2 separate regions of the Sus scrofa genome follow, and region 2 is linked to region 1. Evidence: chromatin contacts called from public Hi-C data. All regions are on one chromosome and are shown on one strand. Each heading gives the region's core, a stretch centred on a gene start, on an enhancer-like site or on the middle of the called end of the contact. The rest is flanking DNA. Distances are from core to core; before and after follow the strand shown.

Evidence for each region. A called contact is a pair of places that touch in the nucleus more often than the background predicts.
Region 2: a contact with region 1 is called in a Hi-C map of liver, with 2.7 times the contacts expected there. The contact joins the promoter of HOXD8 here to the promoter of HOXD13 in region 1. A contact is called at or near these places in 2 of 47 Hi-C or Micro-C datasets (liver and skeletal muscle).

Annotation. Positions count from the first base shown.
Region 1 is chr15:81,890,071-81,896,362 of Sscrofa11.1, forward strand. It overlaps HOXD13 (homeobox protein Hox-D13), which reads left to right and starts at 3,927. Exons shown (of 2, transcript XM_003483680.3): 1 at 3,927-4,825; 2 at 5,623-6,292. The coding sequence starts at 4,051. The coding sequence ends at 5,873.
Region 2 is chr15:81,929,195-81,935,609 of Sscrofa11.1, forward strand. HOXD8 (homeobox protein Hox-D8) reads left to right here and starts at 1,729. Exons shown (of 3, transcript XM_021076351.1): 1 at 1,729-1,894; 2 at 2,871-3,018; 3 at 3,394-6,334. The coding sequence starts at 2,994. The coding sequence ends at 3,689.

The DNA of each region.
Region 1 (6,292 bases), core at 2,677-5,176:
CCTTCACAGCGAGATTAGTGCTTCTTTGAGAGGGAAGACTCTTGCTGTGTTTAATTCCCGCCAGGGCTGGCGGAGTTCTCTCCATCAAAAACAAGGGTCCACTGCCCTGCAGGAGGTAAAGCTGGTCTCGCCAAATAACGCTTCGGTTTGGAGACTTTTTTGTTGTTGTTGCAAACAATTTACATTTAATAAAGCTTAATTGTGTTGTTAAATTCAAATGGAATACATCTCAAACACAGTAAGTGCCCAAACTCAGGAGTCGCTGTCTGGGTTCTGCTAGAGACCCCTTTCTTCATTCCAGTTTTGTTGTTGTTGTTGTTGTTTAGTCCTTTTGATATTTCTAGCCTGAGTAAAACTGAATATTGCCTGCAGAGGGAAAATTAGCTCCAAAGTTGGCAGGGCACAGACTTGGTTAAGAGCACTGTCCAACCAATTCCGCTGGATTTAAGACTAAAGTCTTAAAGCCACTCTGAAGTTTTGGCTTCTTATGAGTTAATTACAATGGCATCCTGCACTTTCTGGTGTGGCCATCAAGGAAAACATTTTCAAAGGCATCCCATTCTATTAGGACCCAGCTACTGTTGTCCAGATCCTAATGGCCACTGATTAGGTGGTTAATTGAGCTCATTGCTGTCTTGGCAAACAGAGGAAATTATGTTCTTCAGTAAATCTAAATCACAGCCTGCATCTACCCATTCCCCAACCCAGGACAGAGACATGATTTGAAAAATCACCTACAAGGAGGAAAAGGGAGGATGTGACTTCCACAACATCATCAATTCCCAAAAGAGGTTCTTGGGTTGGCAAAGGAAGGAGCAGAACAAGGGATGGGAGAGGAGGGTAGAGCTGCCTTGTCTCTTTCTGGTAGAGTGGGACTTTGGACAATAAAGGGCCTTCTTGAGTTTTTCACCAAAATCAGAGAAGATAAGCAAAATTAGTTTCAACGAATAACACATCAGTGTTTTGAAACATTTTTGATTGCACACATTTTTGTTTAACAAAGACTATTTCTGTTGTTAAAGCCCCAACATAATACACCCACAGACATACATATGCTGGGTTCAGTCTGTGCTCCTGGCCAATTAAAGAAAATTATTCCCATTAAGTTTAAACCTAAAATCACTTTGGATATAGGGTATAGAAGCTAAATGAAATATTCCTGCAAATTCAACCTCAAAATTCCTCCACTACCTACCACCCCGCTTGTAAATTATGTGTCTTCTTAGTTCATAAACAGAGCAACCCTGGCTTTCCCTGGTACTAAACCACAGCTCTAGCAGCAGCTGTCCTGGGGTTCTGGGTTTAGGGGACCCTCATAGGGTCCAGTCTGAGGCTCTTTCCTAAGGGGAAGATCCTCCCCCAGAACCAAGACCAGAAGGCTGCCCTGGAAGAAGATTTAGCCACAGAATAGCAAGAGGTTATATGCTCGTTATTGTTCAAAACCTTCCTGAATACCCTCTAGGTCTCTAACTATCCACTAGGATGGGCAGAGAAATCCCAAATCCTGACAGGGTTCCATAGGGAAATTGGAGGCAGGGCCATCCATCATTGAGAAGTGTCTCGATCAGAGTATTAATTCAGACTTTCCTCCCAGTCCTGCACAATTTAATTTGTTTCATGGAAAATTAAGCCAAAAGTGAAGGGCTGTCTGAAAACAGTAAAACTTGACAAGTTCTTCCTTGCTATCTTAATTTCACTTTCTTCATTTGCAAGCATATAATCAGTCATTAAAATGTTATTTATCAGATAGAAAATGGAACAGACAGGGCACAAGATCACAGAGATATCTAGTTTTAAGAGACTGAAAGTTCATTGGTTCCAGTTATGTCTTAGAAATATTTCAACAAAATTGTTTTTTGAGGTCACAGAAAAAAAATTAAGCATCTCCATGTTTTCCCTCTCTAAGAAAAAGAAAGGGAGATAAAGAAAAAATAAAAGCATTTCAGGACAACATCTCATTAGTTTGGTTCCAAAATCATTGGCTAAAGAGGATGCAACCAAACTCTTCCAAAATGTCAGTAACTCTGTCACCTGGCTCTTGATGACATTTAAAAAATATGAATTCTGCTTCTCTAACTTCTGCCTTCTCTCAAGTAGTTAAAATTGTTCTCACCAGAAAACTTCTATTCTCTACAATTTTCTGCAGAATCTTAGGCCCCTCCTGTCTTGAATTTGATCATGAACATGTCTAGGACTTCAAAAAGGTCAAACAAATTCTTCTGCTTTTCCTTTCCAGTGCCCTTCTCATAACTTTCCCCTTTATTTGAGCCTTTTATGGTTACTGCGTTTTGCGTGTCAACACTCCCAACACTAGCAGCCCACCCTGTGATGCCGGGCCTGGCCCAAGAGATCCTCCCTGGCTTTTACTTGCCCCATCCAAGTTCTGTCTTGGGTCCAGGAACAGCAGGGCTAGGTGATAAGCTGGCCTCACCAATCACAGGCCCAAAGGACCAATTTTTTTGGAGATAGGCTGGCCTGGGGAGTTGATGCTACAGAAAGAAATGGGCTCACTTTGAGGGCTCTCTCACCCCTCCTGTACCCTCGGCTCATCGAATCTAATGTTTCTCCAAAGTGGAGCCTTAAATTTGCTGGAGGACTCACATTGGCCCCCTGTTCATGGCTTGGATGGAGAATGATGGATTGGGGTTCCATGGCTGAGGAATGGAAGGAAGGGAAGAAGAGGGCTCAGGGCTGTAATCCCTGCACCCTGGCCCAATTGCTTGAAGCCCACCCTAACCCCTCAAAGCCAGACCCAGTTGTTCTGGGCTGCTCTCATTAGGAGCCCCAAATTTGCTTGGAAAAAACACTCTCTTAATTTGCCCTTCTCAGTTTTCTGCAGTAGGCAGCTTGGAAAAGAAAGTGAAACAAAGGTCCCTGGGAAAGTGAAGTTTTCAATTAATTGGTGTGAGTAACTGGCAGGGGTGGGTGGTGGCTGCAAAATGCAAGAGGCAGTTCTTCTGCAAGTGAGGCGCAGAAGTTTCCTGGAGGGCGGCGAAGTGGCTTTCTCCCAGCGCTCTCCACAGGGTCTTTCTGCGGACCCGGGGAGGCCGCGCCAGGGCTGGGGAGCCCAAGTCGGGAGGCGACTCCTGGCTGGGCTGAGTGCAAAGGCGAATATCGTGGTCCAGGCATCCGGACTTTTCTCGCTCGGGTAGATAAATCCTCGGGTTCGCAGCGCCGAAGACGGGTCTTTTCGTCTGCTTGATTTACTTGTAAGTCTCTGCCCCCGGGCGGCATTTTTTCCGTGGGCATTTTCCGGGTGGACGATGTGTCCGTATAGAAGTCTGCTCCAATTGGTCTTATTTCGAGGATCGCCCAGGATCATGTTAAACGCCTTTGCCCCGTAGCATTGCGCAAGGTAGGAAAAATTAGCTCTCTCGGGTTTGGGGTCTGGGTCAGCTAATCCGAAGGATTAAGCAACAGGATCAAAAACCGGTCTGTTTTCATATCATTCTGATCATCTCTGTCCTCTCCTTCATTTAGTTGTGCAGCTCAGAGAGCGAGGAGAGGTGGCAAAACAGCCGTGGCCGAGACAAGGCGCAGGCCTCGGCGCCCGCTTCAGTCGCAGACAGGGCCTAGGATGGGCGGTCGCGCAATCAGCTTGTGGGGGTGGCTGCGGCGCAAACGCCTGGGTCCGAGGGAGGGCGGGAAGGGGCTGTGGGCTGCGCAAGGACTGGGGAGGGGTAGGGGCCGGGGTGGGTGGGTCCACGGGGCCGGGGCCCCGAGCCAGGCTCTCCCGCGCCCCCACCCCCACGTGGCCCCGCGCAGCCAATGGTACGGCCCCGAGCGGGAGCCCTCGGGGAGGGGGGCGGCCCCCCGACCGGCCCAGGCCCCCTCCCAACCTGAACTTCGTTTTTATAAACGTCCTGCGATGAGCTAACCTGTTGGAGGGCGGGCGGGCGGGAGGCGGGAGGCTCGCAGTGGGAGAGAGGGCGAGAGGAAGAGGGCGGGAGCGAGAGAACGAGAGAGAAAGGAGAGGAGGGAGGAGGCGCGCCGCGCCATGGTGTCCTGCACGGGGCCTGGGCCGGGGCCGGGGCCGGGCTGGGCCGGGCCATGAGCCGCGCCGGGAGCTGGGACATGGACGGGCTGCGGGCGGACGGCGGGGCCGCCGGGGCGGCCCCGGCCTCCTCCTCCACCTCCTCCTCTGTGGCAGCAGCGGCGCCGGGCCAGTGTCGCGGCTTCCTCTCGGCGCCAGTGTTCGCCGGGACGCACTCCGGGCGTGCGGCTGCGGCGGCGGCAGCGGCGGCGGCGGCGGCGGCGGCGGCCTCGGGCTTCGCGTACCCGGGGACCTCTGAGCGCGCGGGCTCCGCCTCGTCGTCGTCATCCTCGGCTGTGGTCGCGGCGCGCCCGGAGGCTCCCTCCGCCAAAGAGTGCCCGGCGCCCGGCGCGGCCGCCGCAGCGCCCCCGGGTGCCCCGGCCCTAGGCTACGGCTACCACTTCGGCAACGGCTACTATAGCTGCCGCATGTCGCACGGCGTGGGCTTACAGCAGAATGCTCTCAAGTCGTCCCCGCACGCCTCGCTGGGAGGCTTCCCGGTGGAGAAGTACATGGACGTGTCGGGCCTGGCAAGCAGCAGTGTACCGGCCAACGAAGTGCCCGCGCGAGCCAAGGAGGTGTCCTTCTACCAGGGCTACACGAGCCCCTACCAGCATGTGCCTGGCTATATCGACATGGTGTCTACCTTCGGCTCCGGGGAGCCTCGGCATGAGGCGTACATCTCCATGGAGGGCTACCAGTCCTGGACGCTGGCCAACGGGTGGAACAGCCAGGTGTACTGCGCCAAGGACCAGCCACAGGGCTCCCACTTTTGGAAATCATCCTTTCCAGGTAGGGACATTGGAAAAAAGGGAGGACAAGAGAGAGAGAGAGATGCAGGGAGGGAAGAAGAAGAAGGGAGAAAGAAGGAAAAGAAAGGACTGGGAGTCTACATCCCTACTTAGGAGCTGGGCGCCTGTCCTCCTCCTGGACTAGGGATAACCCAGTGGAACTAACTGTCTGTCCAGTTTGTAAATAAATTAAAAAAAATCTATAAAATAATCCTTTGATTTAAACTGCCTCTCTGAACCCTTTTCTTCCTGTGTATGGGCATAGGCCTATTTTTCTCCTAAGGATGAGGGTCTTTGCTGCCCTTTGCTCAGGCCTTGGCCCCTCCTCCCCAAAAAGGTGTCTCAGAGTTGGGCCCCACTTTTCAAGGACATAAATGTCCCAGAGTGACCACTAAAGCTTCCAAGAGCTGACCAACCCCAAACATAGGAACACAAGAAATCAAAGTTTGAACAAACAGCCTGGATTTTCTTTTTTAAGTGTATGTTTGTACGTTTGCAACCAGCATTTGCAGAAACTGTCCTTATAAGCATCTTCAACAACCACACCATAAAATCACAGGCTTGTTAAGATGCCGGTTTGAGAAACGCTGATGATCCGTCAAATTGGCTTTCACTTTGAAGTGCAAATGATCTTTTTTTAATAACATGTAAATAATATGTCTGCGTAAATAATAATAAAGTGTAAACAACCTGGCTTTCTTCTTTCCCTGTACCCCCTCCAAATATACACACCCAGTCCCCATCTGGGTACTCCAGATATCCTCATCTAATTTTACCTGTGCTGTTTTCCTATATCAGGGGATGTGGCTCTAAATCAGCCAGACATGTGTGTCTACCGTCGGGGGAGGAAGAAGAGGGTGCCCTACACCAAACTGCAGCTCAAAGAACTGGAGAACGAGTATGCCATTAACAAGTTCATTAACAAGGACAAGCGGCGGCGGATCTCGGCTGCCACGAACCTATCCGAGAGACAAGTGACCATTTGGTTTCAGAACCGAAGAGTGAAAGACAAGAAAATTGTCTCCAAGCTCAAAGACACTGTCTCCTGATGTGGGCCAGATTGGCCACAGAGAGTTTAAACGCTTTCAGTTGTCTCCAAAAGACCTTTGGAAAGACTTGAATATGTATTTAATTCCCCCATCCCCCTGCCAGTGATGGCAAATTTTGTGAATTGTTTTTCTTTCTTCCCCTTATCTGGCTCTAAAACCTTTTGCTGCCCAACCTGACTTTGTAGTTCTGTTTTGTACTTGTTTATTATTGATTTTGCTCTTGTCTAGGTTTGTTTTTTATGGCTTTTTAATGTTCTGTTTCTCCCTCCAGGCCAGTATAAAGGACTTGAAGTATTTTTGAATACCCCCCCCCAAATGAATTTCAGAAGTGCCATTCTGATTTTAGGGTTTTATTTTTTTAAATCACTTTTTATGCCTGTTTCCAGCACTGATTATCTTCATAATCCATTAAGGCAGAA
Region 2 (6,415 bases), core at 479-2,978, 37 kb after region 1:
AACAACAACAAAACCCTTACCCTTCACTACCCCCACAAGTAAAGTCTCCTTGCACTCCCTACTAATTTAAAAATTAAGTAAAGCTCGATTTTATCACCTGGAGATTCATTAGCAATTCATTTACCTTAATCATTTCCAACTAATCCCTGTAGAAACAATTGATTCTTAAACATTATATTGTTATGCCTTTCCATCTCGATCTTATTTCCTCCATTTGCAAAATATGATATTCGGTCTATCCGGACTGACCCCAAGATCTTACTCACAGGCTGGGTCAACCCGCAAGAAGCGAGGGGTAGTTAAACCACTCTCCTGCTGTGCCTTTGGGAGCTGTGTGAAGGTTTTAGACATTTGCATTTGGCGTGAAAAGCTGGCGTGGTGTGTTTTAGCTACAGCGGGAGCCCCTCGGTGGGCTCAGGGAGTGTTTCTGAGGTCCGTTCCCAGGCCGTTGGGCCTGGAGTCCTCACAACAGTGAATTATCCCAAGGAAATGGGTCACCCAAAGACTCTACGAGAAAGGCAGTGTGGGCAAGGGAAAACACACTCAACGGAGACCTATTACTTATATAGGACATTAACGCCAGAGGGGAAGGGGAGGGAGGATGTGGAGGAGAGAAGGCGAATGGTGGTGTAATGGCAAGTGACTTCAGAGCAAGCTTCTAAAACCAGGGATATCATGCCGATTCACACTTGATTTATCCATATGACACAGGACGTTTCTCTTCCTCCTCGCTCATAAACCAGGATGAACCTTCTCTTTCCTTTTAGAAAAATCAGTAACTTTTTAGTCTGAGCCCAGCGCCCGCTCTCAGCAGTAACTTCACAGACTTCTTGGATAAACTAGAATCTTTAGAAGATGGGCGCCGCCTGCAGCTGCTTGGAACCGGCGCGATCCGAATGCCGGCCCGAGGCTCGTTGCGGGGGGACTTGCGGGCGTCAGTCCCCTGTACTCCGCCCGGGGCCACCGCCTGCCCTGGTCCGCTCGGCTCAGGGGCTGAGACCCTGGAGCCACGCGTCCTGCCCGAGGAAATACCACCCACCCCAGCATGAGTCCTCCTTCCCGCCTTGGAACATTTCTGTCCGTTTTTCCATTTACTCCCTCAGCAATGCTAATGCCTCCCCTCACCCCCCGCCCGCCACATTCTTCAGCCTCCCCCCGGCGCCCGGTGCTGACGTCTATCAAGGGTGAAATGATGGAAACTATATTCATGGGCATGATTTCCATTAAATATCAATTAACCTGGGAGCCTCAGCCAGGCGTGCAGTGCGTCAAGGGTAAATGTACATCTCATTTCCACAAGGCCCTCTCGGCTGGAAAAGAAGGGCTTAGATTCGATTTGATAATGCAAGGTATTGGGGTCACCCTTGTGGCTTTTAATCAAACCACTTGCACAGGACCTAACTCAAATATTCGGTTTGGATCATCTACACCACTTGCCCATGTTCCTTGGGCTGCATGCTCGTGTCTAGAGCCGTAAAAGCCAGGGCCAACCTCTGAGGGGCTGCTCTAGGGGCCCAGGAAGGGAGTCATTTGCTCCACAGCCTCCTGGGAGTGGCCTCCCTGCCTCCCCCCAAGTGTAAGGCTCTGCCGCGCCCCCGCCCTGCCGGCTGCGGTCCTCATTCCCTCGGCCCCGAGGGGCAAGACGAGCCCTTGGCAGTGCGGCTTTATGGGCCCCCTTTAAGGCCGGCGGAGGCATCTCCCGTCCGGCGTGAGGCGTCCCGTCGGGAACAGCGGTGTCGCCTCCGCACGGATCCCTCCGCGCGGTTATCTCGCGCCCATCTCGCTCCCTCTCCGCGCAGTGGCGTGGTGCGAAAATGCCTCGCCGGGGCGCACCGGGGCGGAAGCCTCGGCAGCGGCGGCGAGAGCTGTGGGAGGGGGCTACAGGGGGGGCGAGGTGAGAGGTGGCGGCGGGCAGAGGGTGTTTTTTTCCTTTTCCCTCCAGAGCGGGGGTTGTAAACCGAAGCCAAAGAGTGTCCCCGTGGGTCGGGTGCACTTTTTTCTTGTCCCGGTGCGCTCAGGGCCGCCTGGTGCCTGAGAGGAAACAGTGGAGGCAGAGGGACAGGTCACCCGGGGCGTCGGCGATTTTATTGCGGCCGAGCCGGCGCGCGCCGGGAGAGGCTGGGCGGGCGGTGGAACGCGGGGGCTGGGTGAGGCCCCGCGACCCGCGAGGGAGGCGGCGCGAGGCCGAGGAGACGGGCGCGAGAGCGGAGCATGAACGCCCAGTAGCCGAGTGCCCGCGGCTGCCCGGCCTCAGAGGCGACGCGCGGGCGGGCGGGCGGGCGGCGGCACCAAAGTAGCCCGGCGGCCCCAGCGGCGCGAGCAGCCGCCCCAGAGGCCCCCGCGGCAGTGCAGTCGCGCTGAGGCGCGCTCCCTGCCTGCTCGGCGCCGCCCGCCCGCCCGGGGCCGCCCTACCTCGGCCCCCGGCCGCCGCCGCCCCGATGAGCTCGTACTTCGTGAACCCGCTGTACTCCAAGTACAAGGCGGCGGCCGCGGCGGCGGCCGCGGCAGGCGAGGCCATCAATCCCACTTACTACGACTGTCACTTCGCGCCCGAGGTCGGCGGCCGCCACGCCGCAGCCGCCGCCGCCTTGCAGCTCTATGGCAACAGCGCCGCGGGCTTCCCGCACGCGCCCCCGCAGGCGCACGCGCACCCGCACCCTTCGCCGCCGCCCGCCAGGCCGGGTTGCGGTGGTGGGGGCGGTCCGGGCCCCGGCCAAGACTACTTCCACCCCGGCGGGGGCAGCCCAGCCGCAGCCTACCAGGCCGCCCCCCCGCCGCCGCCGCCGCCGCCGCCGCCGCCGCCTCCCCCCTGCGGCGGGATTGCCTGTCACGGGGAGCCCGCGAAGTTTTACGGATACGATAACTTACAGAGACAGCCGATTTTTACGACCCAGCAAGAGGCCGAGCTGGTACAATATCCTGACTGTAAATCGTCCAGTGGTAATATTGGCGAGGACCCAGACCACTTAAATCAGAGCTCGTCTCCTTCTCAAATGTTTCCCTGGATGAGACCACAAGGTTGGGATGCATTTTTTTTTTTTAAGCGGGGAGAGGGGGAGAAATCTGCTTTCATCTCACGTTCTAGCTTTAAAACTCCCCTTTCCTCTCCCTCTCCTTTTCCTTCTTGTGTGGCTTACAGTGACTCTTATTCATAAAGTAATACAGACTTTTTTTTTTTTAAGTAGAAACCATGTAAAGATGATGGGGACAGAATAGTGGCAATCTGCCCCTCATTCCTGCACATCCTGTATATATCTAACCTAAGGAGAGTTGTGTATATTTCACTTCTTAGACCGGTTCCAGAAACCTCCAGCAACCTGCAGATGCACCGTTACATTTTTTAAACATTTATTTTCCTCTTTTTTTTTTTGTTTGTTTGTTTATTTTAATCAGCAGCTCCTGGTAGACGAAGAGGAAGACAAACCTACAGTCGTTTCCAAACCCTAGAGCTGGAAAAGGAATTCCTTTTTAACCCTTATCTGACCAGGAAGAGAAGAATCGAGGTTTCCCACGCCTTAGCCCTCACCGAGAGACAGGTAAAAATCTGGTTCCAGAACAGAAGAATGAAATGGAAGAAGGAGAACAACAAGGACAAATTCCCGGTTTCCCGACAGGAGGCAAAGGATGGGGAAACCAAAAAGGAAGCCCAAGAGCTGGAGGAAGATCGAGCTGAAGGCCCGACAAATTAACTTCTACCTTTAAAGTTTTACCGCAGACTATTAAAACTAATGGTCAGCATATGCTGGTGGACACCACCTATTTTCTTTGTTGGAAAGGACTTTACCTGTATTTCAAGCTACCTTCATGTCACTGCTCTTGAGGTTTCTGCGCTTTGAGAGGGATTTGGGTGTTGCAAAAAAAGTTTCTAGTGTCACATAGAAACAGCGGTTGAGCTGTCCTATGTAAGAGTAATTTGATACTGACCTTGTAGCTATATTTTTATAATGGTAGTTTTTAATGTCTGAGCTGATGATTTTGCCTCAACAACATAAACTTCCTAATGATTAGCACTAAGTAATTGAATATAAAATGCTTTATTAATCAAACAAGTGCACTTGAACATTTTAAATCTTTTCTTTATGGTGAGTAAGTTAAAAGAAGTCTATTAATTTTTTTAAAAAAATTATGCCTGCAGAATATTTACTTTATATTATTTGATTAAAATGTATTATTTATGGTTTTTCTTTCTGCTTTTATAATGAATGGTTCGGGTGCCTTTTGTTTACTCCTAAAAGATTTCTTTGAGTATTTTGTAAATGTAATATCTCTGGGAAAAAGTCTGGGCCAAATATTCGAAAAGCACATGTTAGCTGAAGAGTGTAATGTGTAGTCCTGGCTCTGCAGCTTCCTTAAACTTGGGGGAAAATGTTGGGCCAGTGACAGAAGTTTCAGGACAATGTTAAAGTTGATGTTTAATAATTTTTCTATAGTTTCTACAAATTATGGCAATTTAATCATCTAAAGTGAATGAATACTTGAAAAGCCTATTATAACTTTCACTTATATAGTTTTTACTCTGGCGAATCGCCTTGTGGAAAGCTTTTCATTGCTGAATTTGCTTTCGTTTTGAACCGAGCTTGGTATCGCCTGAAATTGCTAGGTCTCTATGCTGTGGCAGTCGATGTGATTCTGTTTTTTGAGGAGGTGCCATATTTATTTGTATTCCTTCTCTCTGTTTGCATGCCCATTGTGAGCCAACTTGCTCTGCACATCTCAGATATCGGTTGGTACGTCCTCTGCTGTTCTCCAGGTTGGCCTCACTTATTTGAAACAAGCCCTGAGAGCAAATGCAGAAAAATCTGAGTGTAAACAACTGCTCCAGAACAAAGCTAGCTCCTTAATAAAAGAAATGAATCTTTTTTCTAGAGCTAGTGTTTTTGAGCGCCGCCAATAACACTTTTCCTGAATTAGGAACAATTGCCTGTGCTCACATGAAGGCAACATCCTGCCAAAACTTCTGTTTGATAAAAAGGAGGGTGGGGGTTACATGCACCCTTGCTGTAAAAAAATAAATAATAAATGCAAGGAGTGGAGGGGGCTCTCTTTCATTCCAGAGAGGGCCGGCTAGGCTACCTAAGCTTCATCTTGTTCTGTTTAACCTTGATAAGATATTGGGAAAGCCTTGAACTTCACAAAGGATTGGAGTTGTAGGCCCGGTGGGGAATGACCCAGAGTCCAGGTTACACCGCAGCTTATTCCACTGAGTCGGCGCTGATGCTGAGGTTTGGGATCTGTTCTTAACAAGATATCCATTTTCCATTTGAGGCTGCTCCTGCAGCTGCCATTTTATGAGGGCAGAGGAGGGGGCAGAGGGGCGGGAGAGAAGAGCAAAAATTCAAGTAAATTAACATTTCTTCCCCCGAAAGGGAAAGGACCTTTATCAGGTAGACATTGAAGAAGTCTCTTCTATTTCTAAATGCCTGTGTATTTTAGAAGAGGTACATTTTAATTTCCAGATTTAATGATTGTACAGGTAAGAAAATGAAATCCTCTAGTTTTAGGTCTGGATCACCCCTCAGGCATTGATGGGCTGTATGCCTGCTGCTTCAAGGACCGGTGAAATGTTGGCACTTACTGGGCCAGAAACGAAGCACCACCTGGCTTTCTATCCAGGGAAGAGGTCTGGCTGTGGCATTTGCTGACCTGAGCCAGGAAAGACAGTTTTAAGTCAGGGGTGGCCCTGAGTTTAAACATTTGCATGAGAGGAGACAGCTGCAAACGTGCATACTGGATTTGGAAACGCCTTGCTCTGAGTGCTGCCTGAGACTGCTGTTGACTGGTTTAGAGCAAGTATGCCAAGTGCCTGAAAGCATGGCTAGGGAACAGCTTGCCTGGGGAGAGGGCGTGAGTAAGCTGGCTAGAGACTGGTGCTGGCTAAACTCCAGCTGCCTTCCGTTTAAGGGATCCTCTGTTAGCAGAATGCACCATCTCCTACATAAGAATGTCCCCCCAAAAATCACTTTTAGAGCCACTGATTTGTGCAAAATTCTCTGTAAGGAGGGGGACTTGGGTGTGGATAGAGGTGGAAATAAGGGAAGGAAGGGGAGGTAAAAATATTTCCTCTTCATTTTGTGCTACTCTGTTGTGCTGCCTGGCCCCATCAGCCTCCTAACCCATGGTTAATTCACAGCTCATGTACAGAAAAAGACTGTTGCAGTTAACTGGTACATTTGAGAGTATTTGTACATTTTTTTGGTGTGTATATATATGGTGTATTTGTATATACACATTGATATTCATGTGCAGAAAACATTGGTAATAAATGTAGGTATGTAAGTTTCCTTTTGCAGCTGGGAAAAGCATAGATTTGTCTCCAAATAAAGAGCTGTGGAATTACAAACCCTCATCACCACCTTCTTTCTTACAGTGGCTAGAAACTCCCATCATGGTGTTTCATGCAGACAGCTCACAGTGA